2 separate regions of the Ovis aries genome follow, and region 1 is linked to region 2. A link is a contact called in public Hi-C data. All regions are on one chromosome and are shown on one strand. The core of a region is the stretch at or near the end of the contact, and the rest is flanking DNA. Distances in the headings are between cores, read along the strand shown.

Region 1 (6,921 bases), core at 926-3,425, 76 kb before region 2:
GCGCAAAGGAGCGTCTTTGTCCAGGGCGATGAGAGGGGGGTCGAGGAGCACGGTGCTGTCGCTCTCCGTAACTAAGCCATGATATGTGGGCTCCAGCCACGGCTTGTGCTTGTTGACTGTGTTTAGAAACAGAAGAAGGAGAAAGGACATAGGCCAGGTTAGGATCGTTATTTTCAACACCACCGCTTTTGAAAACATACATCCGTATCATTAACAATAAAACCCTCATGAGTCTGAAAGGCCACACTGCTATTTTTTGTGGCCAAGTCTGGTAACAAGACCCCAGTGGGATGAACTCCTAAAGAAATGCAGAAATTATCTGAGGCCAACCCCCAAAGCAACCAAAAATAAGAAATGAACTGCTCTAGAAACTGAAAGAAAGAAAAAAGATTGATGGTTATATGGACAGTTTCACAGACTAACTCATACCACCTCTGTTTCCAGCCGATCCTAGAAGAGTTACAAATAAAAATGTTATTTCTTGGATTAAAAGATACAAACTAAACAACAAGGCCCCACTGAATAGCACAGGGAACTGTACTCAAAATCTTGTAACAAATCATGGGTTTGCTGTTCAGTTGCTAAGTCATGCACCCCCATGAACTATAGCCCACCAAGCTTCCCTGTCCTTCACTATCTCCTGGAATTTGCTCAAGTTCCTGTCCACTGAGTCAGTGATGGGAAAGAATATGAAAAAGAATATACAGATATGATAAAGATATAAAGATAAAGAATAAAGATAATGTATATGTGTATATGAGAGAGAGAGAGAATATATATACAAAACCCCTCAGACTGTAGCCCACCAGGATCCTCTGTCCATGGAATTCTTCAGACAAGAATCCTGGGATAGGTAGCCATTCCCTCCTTCAGGGGATCTTCCTGACCTAGGGATTAAACTCGGGTCTCCCAAACTGCGTGCGTGCTAAATCAAGCAGATTCTTTACCATCTGAGCCACCAGGGAAGCCTACATTTAAGAGTATATACTTAAATATATACATATATTTTTAAAGACAGAATCACTTTGCTGTATACCAGAAACACATTATAAATCAACTATACCTCCAAAAAAACAACTATTTTTTAAAGAGATACAAACCGCTACATATGAAATACAGAAGCAACAAAGGTAGACTGTATAGCAGAGAAATACAGCCATTATTTGAAAATAACTTTAAACAAATGTAACCTATAAATACACTGAATCACTCTATCTTACACCTGAAACATAATATTGTAAATCAACTATACTTCAATTTTTAAAATGTTATTTCTTTATGATAATAACAGTATTACTTATTTAAAATTAGCATTACAAAAAGAAATGTAAAACAAATGGGTGAAACAAGATTTATGAATATAAAATTACAAATATAATGAATTAAAAGAAAATGATACGCAAAATTCCTGAAAAATCTGACTGAAAACAGTGATCAAGAAAAACCTGTTTTAAAAAATAATAATAATCTGCTCTGGGATCAGGACAGCCTGGACCCAGAGCCCAGCGGCCCTCTGTAATGTGCTGTGTGACCTGGAACACGAACCTGATCTCCTGATCTCAATCCCCTTTTTGGAATGTCTGCTTTTGGCTGCCCTGGGTCCTCACTGGTCCATGCGGACTCTCTCTGGTTGTGGCACTCGGGCTCACTGCAGTGGCTTCTCTTGCTGCAGAGAACAGGCTCCAGGCACAAGGGCCTCAGTACTTGCAGCACAGCGGCTCAGGAGTTGCGGCGCACGAGTCTAGTTGCTCTGAGGCATGTGGAATCTCCCTAGACCAAGGATCAAACCCATGTCCCCTGCATTGGTAGGTGGATTCTCATCCAGCGCACCACCAGGGAAGTCCTCAATTTCCTCTTTAGTGAAGCCTGGACCCCCATCCCCAACAACCCACAGGGCTGTGGTGGACAACTGGAGAAGTGATTGTTTTTCCTTCTCAGTTGGGTACTAGCACTGCTCCTTTCGTGTTTAGGTTAAGAACATCTGCTCTGACAGCCCGCTGATCTGCGAAAATGAATTTGTGGTTTCTGTCCATTTCGTTTTTCCCCAGCTGTGGCCCCCAGAGAGTCTGTGCTGAGACTTTCCTCTGGTTGAGGCCACCAAGCCCCTCCCTGGGTTCCTCTCTCCACCAGCCTATTTTGAGCTCCTCTCACAGTTAGAACCTTTCCATTTCCCTATTTTCGCCTTCTGAGTATTCACATTATAACCTCAGGATATAGATTAACCATGGAATGACTCATGAAGCTGATCTGATTAAAAGGAATGTTGTTGTTGTTCAGCCACTAAGTCATGTCTGACTCTGCCACCCCGTGGACTGCAGCCCACAAGGCTTCCCTGTTCTTCACTACATCACATTCATGTCCATTGAGTCAGTGATGGGGAAACAATGGAAACAGTGAGATGTTTCACTTTATTTGGGAGGGGGCTCCAAAATCACTGCAGATGGTGACTGCAGCCACGAAATTAAAAGATGCTTGTTCCTGGAAGAAAAGCTATGACCAACCTAGACAGCAGAGACATTAACTACTTTGCCAACAAAGGTCCATCTAGTCAAAGCTATGGTTTTTCCAGTAGTTGCGTATGGATGTGAGAGCTGGGACTACAAAGAAAGCTAAGCGTTGAAGAATTTATGCTTTTGAACCATGGTGTTGGAGAAGACTCTTGAGAGTCCCTTGGACTGCAAGGATATCAAACCAATCAATCCTAAAAGAAATTAGTTCTGAATATTCATTGGAAGGACTGATGCTGAAGCTGAAACTTTGGCCACCTCATGCGAAGAGCTGCTCACTGGAAAAGGCCCTGATGCTGGGAAAGATTGAAGGTGGGAAGAGAAGGGGACAACAGAGAATGAGATGGTTGGATAGCATCACTGACTCAACGTACATGAGTTTGAGCAAGCTCTGGGAGGTGGTGATGGATACTGAAGAGTGCTGCAGTACATGAGGTTGCAAAGAATCGGACACGACTGAACGACTGAACTGAACTGAGTCAGTGATACCATCCAACCATCTCATCCTCTGTCATCCCCTTCTCCTCCTGCCTTCAATCTTTCCCAGCATCAGGGTCTTTTCTAATGAGCTGGCTCTTCACATCAAGTGGGCCAAAGTACTGGAGCTTCAGCTTTAGCATCAGTCCTTCCAATGAATATTCAGGGTTGATTTCCTTTAAGATTCACTGGTTATTAAACTTTATTTCCACATAGTTGGGGCCTATTTCTTGAATGAACTACCCAGATTCTCTTTGGGCAGTCAACCAGAAGTGACTGAAACTAAATTTGACTGTTTAACTGTTTTTCATGCTGTTGTGACCGTGATGTGGTCCTACTTTTTTTGTTTCAACCATGATGGGACGAGGGGAGACGGTGAGGATCAGAAGCACCTGAGCCCCACTTGCACTAACTCCCACATGACCTACTGAAGAAGCAGAGTGCTCACATGTGAAATTCCAAAGGAGCAGGCCTGTGTCTGCGAGGGGGAGGATGAGCGACCCGCTCTCTCCTTAATGACGCCTCCACCTGACATTTTATACAGGCTGCACCCAAACCAACAGCAAGTTTCCTGCTTTCACTTTCAAAGCAAACCCAGACCCACAGGGAGTTGGCTAAAGGGTATAGAGGGTTTTGGTTTTGCAACGAAAAGAGTTCCAGCGGTTGACTGCACAACAGTGTGAATGAATGAACCCAATACCACTGACTCCAACACTTAAAAATGGTGAGGACGGGAAATTTTATGTTATGGGTATTTTACCACATTAAAAAAAATTCCACACCCACAAAATAAACCCAGATGTAGCCCTTTCTTATCCCCTGTGCTGTCCACTGAATAGTGAAGTGAAACAGTCATGTCCGACTCTTGTGACCCCATGGACTGTAGCCCGCAAGCTTCCTCTGTCCATGGGATTCTCCAGGCAAGAATACTGGAGTGGGTTGCCATTTCCTTCTCCAGAGTATCGTCCTGATCCAGGAATCGAACCCATGTCTTCTGTATTGCAGGCAGATTCTTTACCGACTGAGCTAGGAGGGAAGCTGTCCACTGAGAGCTATTACAAAAGCCCAGTAATGGCCTCCTCCCCATCTCTTGCACTGACTCGTCCCACAGCAGCTGGCGTACTGCTGTGATCATGGGGGTGGCTCAGAGCCTGCACTCTCAGAACCCATCTACACCAAAGGTCCTGAGGACCCGAACAACTCTGCCTTAGGAGGGCTCGTCTATCTATCAGTAACAATAATAATAATCAGTGCTGAAAATTAAAACCAAAGAAAAGCGTTAGTACTGATATTTATTAATTCATTTTCAAAAACAAAGCCACTGTGAATTGAAATAATATATTAATGAAAATAGATATATATTTTAAAACAGAGTTTACTAGGAAGACTGGCAATGCTTTACATTCTGCAAATCCTTTCATGGCCCGGCTTAGCAGAAGACAGCTGGGTTCTCACCTCCACTCCTGCAGCCGACTGGCTGCATTACGATGTGTCACGCAGCCTCTAGGAAACTTCAATGTGCATTCATGATAAAATGAGGCAAAAGCAAGTGATGTCTTAATATAATTAAAACAGCTTTGACCTCTCGGATGCCCTGACAAGGTCTCTTGCCTCTGGCCTCTGTTGAAGCATTTCCTCCTCCAGCGCCAAAGACTCTGAGTGCTGGAAATAAAGAGTCCCCATAACAACGACCAGAGACCTGGAGTGCCAAAACTAAGACTCAGTGCAGCCAAAAAAAAAAAAGAGATTCCCCTCTCCAATTAAGACAGAGCCCGCTGCTCTGCCCCCCACCCCCACTTCCTCTTTCTTTCCTCTGCTACTCCTCCTGACCACAAGCAGTCAGCCTAGGACCTGGGGCAGGCTACTTGGCTTCCCTGGGCCTCAGTTTCCCCATCTTTAAAATGGGGACAGCAACAGCATCCACCTCTGAGATTCCCACGTGATCTAACCCGTCCCATGTAAAATGCTCAGGACGGGGTCAGGCACTTGGGGGAATGCCATAAGGGGCTGAGTTGTTGTTAATTCTCCTGTAAACATACACACACAAAACCAGGGATTCCGGGAGGGTGTGACCCTTTTTCTCTACTTATTCCCAGGACTTAGGATCTCATTCCTCAGGAACTATCTAGTAAGTGAGTGAGAATATACCCATGGATGGTACAAATACGCTCAGTGCCCTGGTGCATAAATTTTCTCATAGAGAAGAAAGTTTTGGTGTGGAGAATTGAAAAAAAATGTATTGGTGTTTTAGATATTGGGAAGATGTTTATTGTCTGTTTCTGGCAGTTGGATGTTCCAGGAAAAGGAGACAAGAATGTTGGAGACATCAAAATATTGAGGGATCTGCCTGGACAGGTACGTTCTCGTTAGATTACGAAGGGAACTGTTAATAATATGAAAGGGAACCTAGACCACACAGACCAGAACCACAGTGCCTCTGGAAAACGCCCCTCCTCTCACGACAGCTGCCCCTGGAACCAGAGACCCAGGAAAGAAGAGCGCTCGGCTGGCTGCAGCACAGCCTCCCCTTCTCCTCCAAAAGTGCCCCCCAGGGGAAGGCTGGGAGAAAGAGAGAGTTAGGGAGTTTGGGACAGACATGTACGCGCTATTATATTCGAAATGGATAACCAACAAGGACCTACTGTACAGCACAGGGAACTCTGCTCAACAGTATGTGGCAGCCTGGATGGGAAGGGAGTTTAGGAGGGGATTGGATACATGCATATGTATGGCTGAGAGGCTTGGTTGTTCACCTGAAACTATCACAACATTGTTAATCAGCTCTACTGCGATATAAAATAAAAGTTGAAGGAAAAAACAAGAAGTAACCCCCAGGACCCAGGACAGTGGTGAGTTAAGTGGCCTGGTGCTCTACACGGGTCCCACAGTTGGCTGCAGACTTTGAGAGAGGGTTCCAGAGAGCACAGAAAACAGCCTCACTTTGCAACCAGGTTGATTGCTTCCCCTAACTGCTGAAACTCCTCATCCTCTCCAGATCTTGTTAAACCATCCTACAAGATAGGCTGGAACACTGGCTGGAGTTACAGATCTAAGACAGATAAACAGGCCATTTTAAAGAAAGCACTCCAAAAACCTCCGCTGTTTGTCACTAATCTCTCATTTGAAAACACAGAAGGCTAGGAACTTCCCTGGTGATCCAGTGGCTAAGACTCCACGCTCCCAATGCAGGGGGCCTGGGTTTGATCCCTGGTCAGGGAACTAGATCTCACATGCTGCAACTAAGACCCAGCTCAACCAAATAAATAAATACTAAAAGGAAAAAAAACTCAGAGGCTATTAGTTCAATTCACTATTGATAATGTACTACTGAAAGCAATATTCAATTCCTATTTGTTTTCACATTTAAGATTTTATTAATAAAGTTACAAGCACAGTAAATAAAATTGAAGAACTCTTATTTCAATATGTGAGTCAATAAAACTCCTGAGACTTAAACTAAGTGGGTTTACTTGGTAAGAAAGTAAAAAGTACCAAGCCAAGCAAACTGCAGAAAATCTGTGATGAATTTCTGGCTACCCTAAGTGGAAAGGTCTGCAACTGAAAATGGCTAATGGTTCAAGGGGAATAATGATTGAACAGCTATAGTCCCAGCTCTTTTATTTTTCCCCACTATTCTAATTTTATAGCTCAAATTTCTAAATTGCTACTTAAGCTGGCAGTAGAATGAAGAGATTTGGCCAGTTCCACTGACTGAGCTTTTAAATATTTAATAAGTGATATTTTAAATATTTCATCACATTCAAGTGCATTATAAAATATTGATGGAAACAAGTGATTGATGTTTCTGTCATCATCCAAAAAAAGATCACAAATAAAGACATTAGACTACTGGCCATAAGTCCAGGAGCGGGTCACCGTATTTATAGTCTTTACCCAAGTCATTTCATTGCATTCTAGATCATTTTAAAAAGCCAAC
Region 2 (7,057 bases), core at 209-2,708:
AGAGTCAAACATGACTTAGTGACTAAACAACAAAATTATCCTAAGTAAAAAAAAATGGAAGCTAAAATGGATATCATAATGTTTACATTGTATGGAAATCCATTACAACTTTGTAATGGAAATTCATGCATATTTTTTTAAAAAAGCCTGCTGGTTAACTAATGCAAGGTAATGCGTTCAGCTATTTGCAGTCAATCCTTTAGGCGCCTCTGCTGTTTCTATCTTTCCCAACCACTTTCAGTGATGAGTATGCATTCTTTCACAGCCAGGAAAAATTATCAATATATGGTACAGACTGAACAGCACTGACAACAAGCAAGGAACGAACTCAGCATTCTGTTGAGCCTGCTTCCGGAAGCTACAGCTCTCTGTCCCCCAGCCTACAGCTGGGCCTTCTCAGCAAAGTGATCTTCCCAGAGAAGCACTGGTTGCCTTTGGTTCAAACTCAGCTGTCGGGTCTGCTCGGCCACCATGGGGACCAGGAGACAGCGCTTCACGTTTCTGCCTTTCTGGGGACTCTGAGCTTCCAGACCCAGAGGGCAGTCTATTCATTCACCCAAGAACATGCTGGGGGCCTGGGGGGCCAAGCCCCACAAATGCGAAGAGGGAAACCACAGGAGCTCAGAGCTGGTCCGGAGCTGGACCAGGTAACAGCGTGCGGAGCAGCACAGCTGAGGTGCTAGTGTGCGGTGGGGACCACAGGAGGGCCTGGCCCAGCCTGAGGGGGGCAGGGGAGGGGGCGAGTCAGCACTGGGCTCCTGGCCATCGAGAGGCACATGCGGGGACAGGAAGGCATGAATGCACAAGGCTTGAGACGGGAGCAGAAATCCACTCAGTGTGGCTGTTTATGGAGTATGAGGTCCTGGTGTCTGGGACGGAGGTGGGGGAGGTAGGTGGAGGGGGGCGAGGGCCGGGGAGGTAGGTGGGGGGGGGGGGGGGGGGGGGGAGGTAGTAGGGGCAGGGGGTCCCACACATCATGGCTAAGGGGTTTGGATTGTATCCTCAAGGCAGTAGGAAGCCACTGAGAGACTTCGAGGGTGGTCTCGGATTAGCAGAGGCCAGGCAGGTCCATCCCCGTTTCAGTACAGGGTAGCAGGGGCAACTGGCAGCCTCTGCTGGAACCAGTCGATGAGGCCGTAAGGTGCAGGCCTGTGCACTAGGGTCTCCAGCAGCTGTCTGCACCCAGCAGGTACTGAAGACACGTTCACCGAGGGAAGGATGGGATCTGGGGCTGGGGGGAGCAATGCCCAGCCTGCTCTCTTCCCTGGGTCTGGGGAGGGCAAGCAGTGCTCCTGATACCAGACCCCTCCAGCCCCAGAGGAGAAGCATAGGCAGGTCTAAGGTGGTGGGCAGGACCCTAGGATGCTAACCGGTGATGGGGCGGCCCAGGCCCCCTACCGAGGGCAGCTGGTACAGCAGAGGTAAGAGCTGCAAGGGCTCCCAGGAGCAGAGCGAGGGCATCTGCTGAGAGACAGTGCCACCTAGTGGCAGGAGGCGCGCACACCAGACTTCTCTGGGACTGCCCTGCCCACCACCCCAAATGCTCCTAGGCCTTTCTGGGCTTTTCATGCTGGTGTCCTGAGCAATGGAAGCAATGATCTTGGGCTTTTGCCACCTGGGCTGCACCTGAGCCTCTGAGAGCAACAGGCCCTGTGGCATCAGCTGAGGGCAGCTCTGCTGAAGAAAGTGGACAAGCTAGAATGTTATTCGAGCCCCACGTGGCCCAACGGCGTGGCCAGAAATGTAGGGTCCTGTTCTCATGCTTGAACCTCCACAGTGGAAGAGATAAAGGAAATACAGTGTGCTCCGGAAGCTCTTCCAGGCACTGCTGACCCCTCCCCCCTTCCAACTCACACTCCAGGGAATTCTCCTTCAGGCCCTTCTGCAGCCTGTTTTCTCAGTGGTTCAGGTCAGAGGTGACCGTGGGAGGAGGGGCAGACTGAAGGACACCCCAGCAGCAGAGAACCATCTCCCCAGATAATCTCCCCCGGCTCCAGGTTTAGTCCCAGGAGTCTGTTCCTGGGAGAGAGAAGTACCCAAGGCCAGCCTGGCTGTGTGCGGACGCCCCAAACCCGGGAGGGTTCGGATTCCAGCACCACAAATTCACAGCCACACGCCCACAGCTCACTCCTGACTGCTCAGCAGTTTCAGGCCAGGTAAGGTCACCGTGACTGCCTTAAATAACTCAACAGAGTTTGTTTCCAATTGTTGGTTTAGCCAAGCAAGATAAAAAGTACTTTTTAAAACCTCCCCTTTAAACAACAAGGTCCTACTCTTTAGTGCAGAGCTATATTCAGTACCCTATGATAAACCATAATGGAAAACTATATTAAAAAAAGAATGCATATATGTACATAACTGAATCACTTTGCTGTACAGGAGGAAATAATGCAACATTGTAAATCAACTATACTTCAATTTTTAAAAGAGAAAGAAAGAAAAGAAAGAAAACTAGAAAACCAAAAATAAAAGTTCAGAGACTTAAAAAAACACTTCCCCTTATTGTCAAAAAAAAAAAAAAAAGTACATGCAACGTTAAAAAATTAGTTTTAGCAAAAAGTGTTTGACGCAGAAACTCAAGGTGCCTTATATGGTCCCACCCTCTATCAAAATTTTCTATGAACAACCTGCTAAATATTCTTTCCGCTACTTCTGTTCTATGCATGAGTATGTGGATATGGGCGGGGGCAGGGGAGTACATGTGGTAGTGTTTTCTACACTGACATACAGTTTTATAGCTTCTTTTGATTTTTCCCATTAACAGCATTCTTCTAGAGGTAGTCTTAGAACCAGAGCTCAAAGTCAGGTTAGCCCAAGACCAGGCTGGCAGAAAATGTGAAGCCCCAGGAACTCAGAAAGGAGGAAGGTTTCAGAAGGGAAGAGGGACCCACACTAAAACCCAGATCAGTCCCAGAAAAGAAAAGGCCTCTCCCACAAGAGATATCCCAGGACAGGGGCAGGGACACACCCCTCATCTCCTCTCCCAGCGGTGGCTGACAGTGCAGCTGGTGTGGAACAGGCTGTGGCATGAGTGTGGCCGGGGCGAGCGGCCGACCCGGGAGCTGTTGGAGCCGCTGGAACACCCTGTACATTTCTGCTGAGCTGGGTGCACAGGCCGGGTCACACCCAGCGTCAGAGCTCGGGAACCGGGCCCTGTGCCAGGGCAGAGCCCTGCCTGTGACATCCAGGGGAACAAGGGCAGCCTCAAGAAAAGCTGGCCTGTGTGCCAGAGTGGCTCTCCTCCCTGGCCTTGGGGGTCAGCAAACACGCCCACCAGGGCCCAGCTCCTGGGAGCCTGCTCACACCAGGCAGGCTCCTGGCTGCATGATTTCATAGCCAATAATTCCAAGCCAGTGTAAGAAGAACAAAAGGAAAGGACTGAATGAAGATGGTGGGCAGGGTCCTGGGCTCCAGGGCAGAGTGGAACCCAGCCCTGCAGTCTAGCTGCAGGTTTGCATTCTGGGCCCTCCCAGTAACTGGCAGCATGAACTGGCTGCAGTGGCTTACTGCTCCTGAACTCCAGTTTTCTTGCCTGCTAAGTAGAAGTAACACAGCTGGTAGCTCTTTAGGTTAAATGTAATGACGTGTATCAAGCACTCAGCCTGAGCCTGCTAGACAACAATCACTCAGTGTTACCCACTACTATCATTACCGCTGGCTGAGGGTGCTCAAGAGAGAAGTAACTCCCTCAGGCACACAGAGACCTGCAGGGCCACTGGGGCCACCCCCCGGGGCACAGCCAGGAACACAGCAGCCACCCTAAAGCTTGTGACCAGGCCAGGCCGCTGCACACAAGGGTGGTTTTCTTGTCCTGAACAGGGTGGACAGGGGTCAGGCAAAGGCTAAAGACATGCAACCACAAGAGCCTCTGCAGTTACAGGGCCCCCAGATACCTCCACTTCTTCCTCCGCCAGGCCCAAAAGGGATTTCCCCCACCCATTACCTGATTGGGTCCTTGGCTCCCACCTGGGGAAAAAGGGACCAGCCCAGAGGCTGAGGAGGCGCCCCAGACTCCACGCTTAGAGGCTGCCGCCATCCAGGGTTAGCTGTGTGGGTGGGGGGAGCTTCAGCCCCTCGTCTGCCCCGAACCTCTCCCTCTCTCTCGGGGATCACCCGTCTGCAAGGGCTGGAGCTATGCATTCTAAAGGAACCACTGCTTGTTGCCCCTGGGAAGGGCATGCAGGCCCTTACTCACCCTGGTCGATGGACTCACCCTGGTCGATGGAGTGCTGGGGCAGCTGGCTGAGCTGGCTGTTGACCACCCCCGCGTAGGTGCGAAGGAACTCCTCCTCGCTGGCCGTCAGCTGCAAGGATGAGAGAGCCGGGTGAGAGGCGGCTCACAACTGCCCCTGGAGGCACCTGCTCAGACTGGCTTCATCCCCAAGGGGTGCCTCCTTTTCCTCTCCCTCGGCCTCTATTCTTGAGATGTGACCTTGCCATCCCAGGGTGAGATTCTGACCCCTCTGCTCCCACCCCTGAAGCTTGGACCATTGGGCCCACAGGGCTTGCCACTGGGATTAGATCTGGAACAGGGATTCCAGCGTAGGGCAGGCCAGGCTCGGAGAGCCCCCCTGCCCTCTCGGGTGATCCTGTCCCCTGGAAAAGAAGGCTCTTGGGAGAGGGGAGGAAAGGAAGGTCAGGGCCTTTAGAAAACCTCACCCGCCTGGCCCAAGCTTGGCATAGGGGGTAGGAAGACTGTCCTGCAGGGCCGGCAGGACTAGACATGCTGGTGTCTGTGCCCGGGAGCCTGAATCGGCCACAGCCTAAGCAGAGCCCCCGCAACCCACTCCCCAGACCATGGCTACGGAAGGTGGCTGTGGCCCTCTGGCTGCCTGCGGCAGGCGCCCTCCCCAGGGGCCCTGCTGCCTGACGCCCTGCAGGCACTCACGTTGGAGCCCATCTTCCGCAGCATGAGCAGCACTCGGACCTTCTGCTGAATGTACACCTCCTCCGGACTCTTCCCGGGGGCCCCCTCGCGGTTCATCCCCTGGCCAGCTCTGGGGACTGCTGCGGAGTGAGAAGCACGGGGGCAGGGGACGGTGTCAGGACGACACAGACCTGCACGTGGGCAGGAGGTGTCAGGCAGCCCACGATGCCTCAGGGGCTCGTTTCTGAGAGCCCGGCGTGGAGGCGAATTGCCGGTCCCTCCCTCAACCCTGCTGGCCCAACAGCCAGCCCGAGCAGCTACCCGCCCTCACCCCACCACTCCTCGCAGCAGGCGCTGGTGGCCAGTCCCTTCTGTGCATGGTGCTGCTGGGCCCCCGGGGGCTGAGCTGACCCAGACTCCTGGCCAGCATCCCCTTCTAGTCGCCCCCTCAGCCAGGCTCCTGCTAGGACAAGCCCAGGGGATATGCTGCACAAAACCCCAAGTGTCCCCAGCTCTCAAAGCAGGCAGCTTCCATGAGGAGCAACGTGACACAATCAAGGCAGCTGACTGGGGCCTGTAGCTGGAGAAGCCGTGGGATCAGTACCCAGCCCCCAGACACCAAGACAGCTCCCTCTGCATAAGTCTCTGACGTTCGAGAGGCCGGCTCCCGGGCCGGGCTCCAAGGAATCCCTCGATGGGGACGGCGAGCTCGGGGCTGCGGGCACAGACACCCGCCCGGGCTCGTGGCTGCTGCCCTCGCCCGCCCACCCACCTGTCACAGGGCAGCTCCTGCGGGCGGCAGTGCGTTCAGGTGCAGTGGGGACCCGACCTGCAGTGGCGAGGTCCCGGGAGAGAAGTCCTGGGGTTTCCTCCCTCCAGGAGGAGCCAGTGGGGAGGAAGCCGGGCGTGGAGGGGTTTGGGTTACACACTTGTAACTCCTGGATGAGTCAGAAATAACGCAGCAGCTGGTGGGGGTGGAGCCTCGGCAGCCCTGGTGCCAAGGAGCTGCGCTCGCAGGAGAAACACTCCTCACACCGTCCATCCCTCAGGGGCCAGCGAGCCCAGGAAAGGCCAGTTCTCCTGGGTGAAAGGCAGGCTCAGAAATGCAGCAGAGCCCTGGGCAGCAGCCTCCCTGGAGGCGCCTGTCAAAGCTAACAGGGGCTCCTGCCCTGAAGCCCATACAACAGGGCAAAGTGCAAAATGTGTTCGTGGCAGCCTTGCGCTCGATGCAGTGCCTTACGGGGCCTTCCTTCCACCACCAAAACCCACGTTCCTCTTCCACTGTGTGCCCCTCGTCACCTCCGGGCTCAGAAAAGGGCCCGATTCACAACTGGTAATGGGGAAGGAGGGGTGAGCTGCCTCCAGAAGGACCTTGAATGAGCAGCAGCTGGCCATCCGCCGGGGCGTCCCCCGGGCCAGGTGCACAGTGCAGGGACAGTCCTAACTTCCCAGCATAGCTGAGTGGGATGGCTTGGTTATGGGGGATCGCTCCTCCACCTGCTGACGTGTTCACGCCTCCCCCACCCCACACAACTAGCCAGAATGATCACTTTAACAAAGCAGAACACATGACATCTCTCCTCACTTCAGCTTATGCCAGGATACATTTCATGTCCTCGCTGGGACCCCGCTGGCTGGCCCTGCCTCCTTGTTCCCACTCCTCCCCTGCTCCCCTCCCCTTCCCGCCTCCCTGCCGGTGTCCAGGACCTGCCTCGAGGCTCCTACCCCACCAGCCTCTGCCCCGGGGTCTCCAGGCCTCGCTTAGAAAGCTTCTGGGGGAGCCTTTCTTGACCGTGATCCAAGCAGGTGGTGCACCCCTGCCCAGGCCCTCCTGTCCAGCTGCCCCATCTCGTCCTGCTTCCTGAGGGCACCTGCTGGGTGCTCAATGACTGTGTCTCTGCACCGGCTGAGGGGCTGGGGCCACAGGTGCTTCACTCACCCATTCCTCCCACAGCCTGAGCCCGGGTGGCTGAAGGGACAGTCCAGAAAGCCCGTGAGGTCTGGCCTCTGGGGTCCCCCCTCCACCCCATGCAACAATATCCACATCACTTAGAGTCAAATTTGTTGTTGTTCAGTCGCTAAATCATGTCCGACTCTTTGTGATCCCATGGACTGCAGTACACCAGGCTCCCCTGTCCTTCACTATCTCCTGGAGTTAGCTCAGATTCATGTCCATTGAGTGGGTGGATG

The links. Hi-C and Micro-C count contacts between places; a contact is called where the count stands out from the background.
Region 1: a Hi-C map of retroperitoneal adipose tissue shows a contact between it and region 2, with 3 times the contacts expected there. The contact joins two enhancer-like sites. A contact is called at or near these places in 13 of 16 Hi-C or Micro-C datasets (blood, hypothalamus, liver and 7 more).

What each region holds. Positions count from the first base shown.
Region 1 is chr12:42,993,800-43,000,720 of ARS-UI_Ramb_v3.0, reverse strand. It overlaps CLSTN1 (calsyntenin 1), which reads right to left. Exons shown (of 17, transcript XM_027975662.3): 2 at 1-116. Among named protein-coding and RNA genes, the nearest start is that of CLSTN1, 32 kb to the right of the region's middle. Within about 2 kb of position 2,175, at least 7 of the 54 cell types and tissues checked have an H3K27ac peak or open chromatin away from gene starts, as enhancers often do.
Region 2 is chr12:42,916,947-42,924,003 of ARS-UI_Ramb_v3.0, reverse strand. It overlaps CTNNBIP1 (catenin beta interacting protein 1), which reads right to left. Exons shown (of 6, transcript XM_060396503.1): 3 at 4,889-5,058; 4 at 4,214-4,304. The coding sequence starts at 4,984. Among named protein-coding and RNA genes, the nearest start is that of CTNNBIP1, 30 kb to the right of the region's middle. Within about 2 kb of position 1,458, at least 17 of the 54 cell types and tissues checked have an H3K27ac peak or open chromatin away from gene starts, as enhancers often do.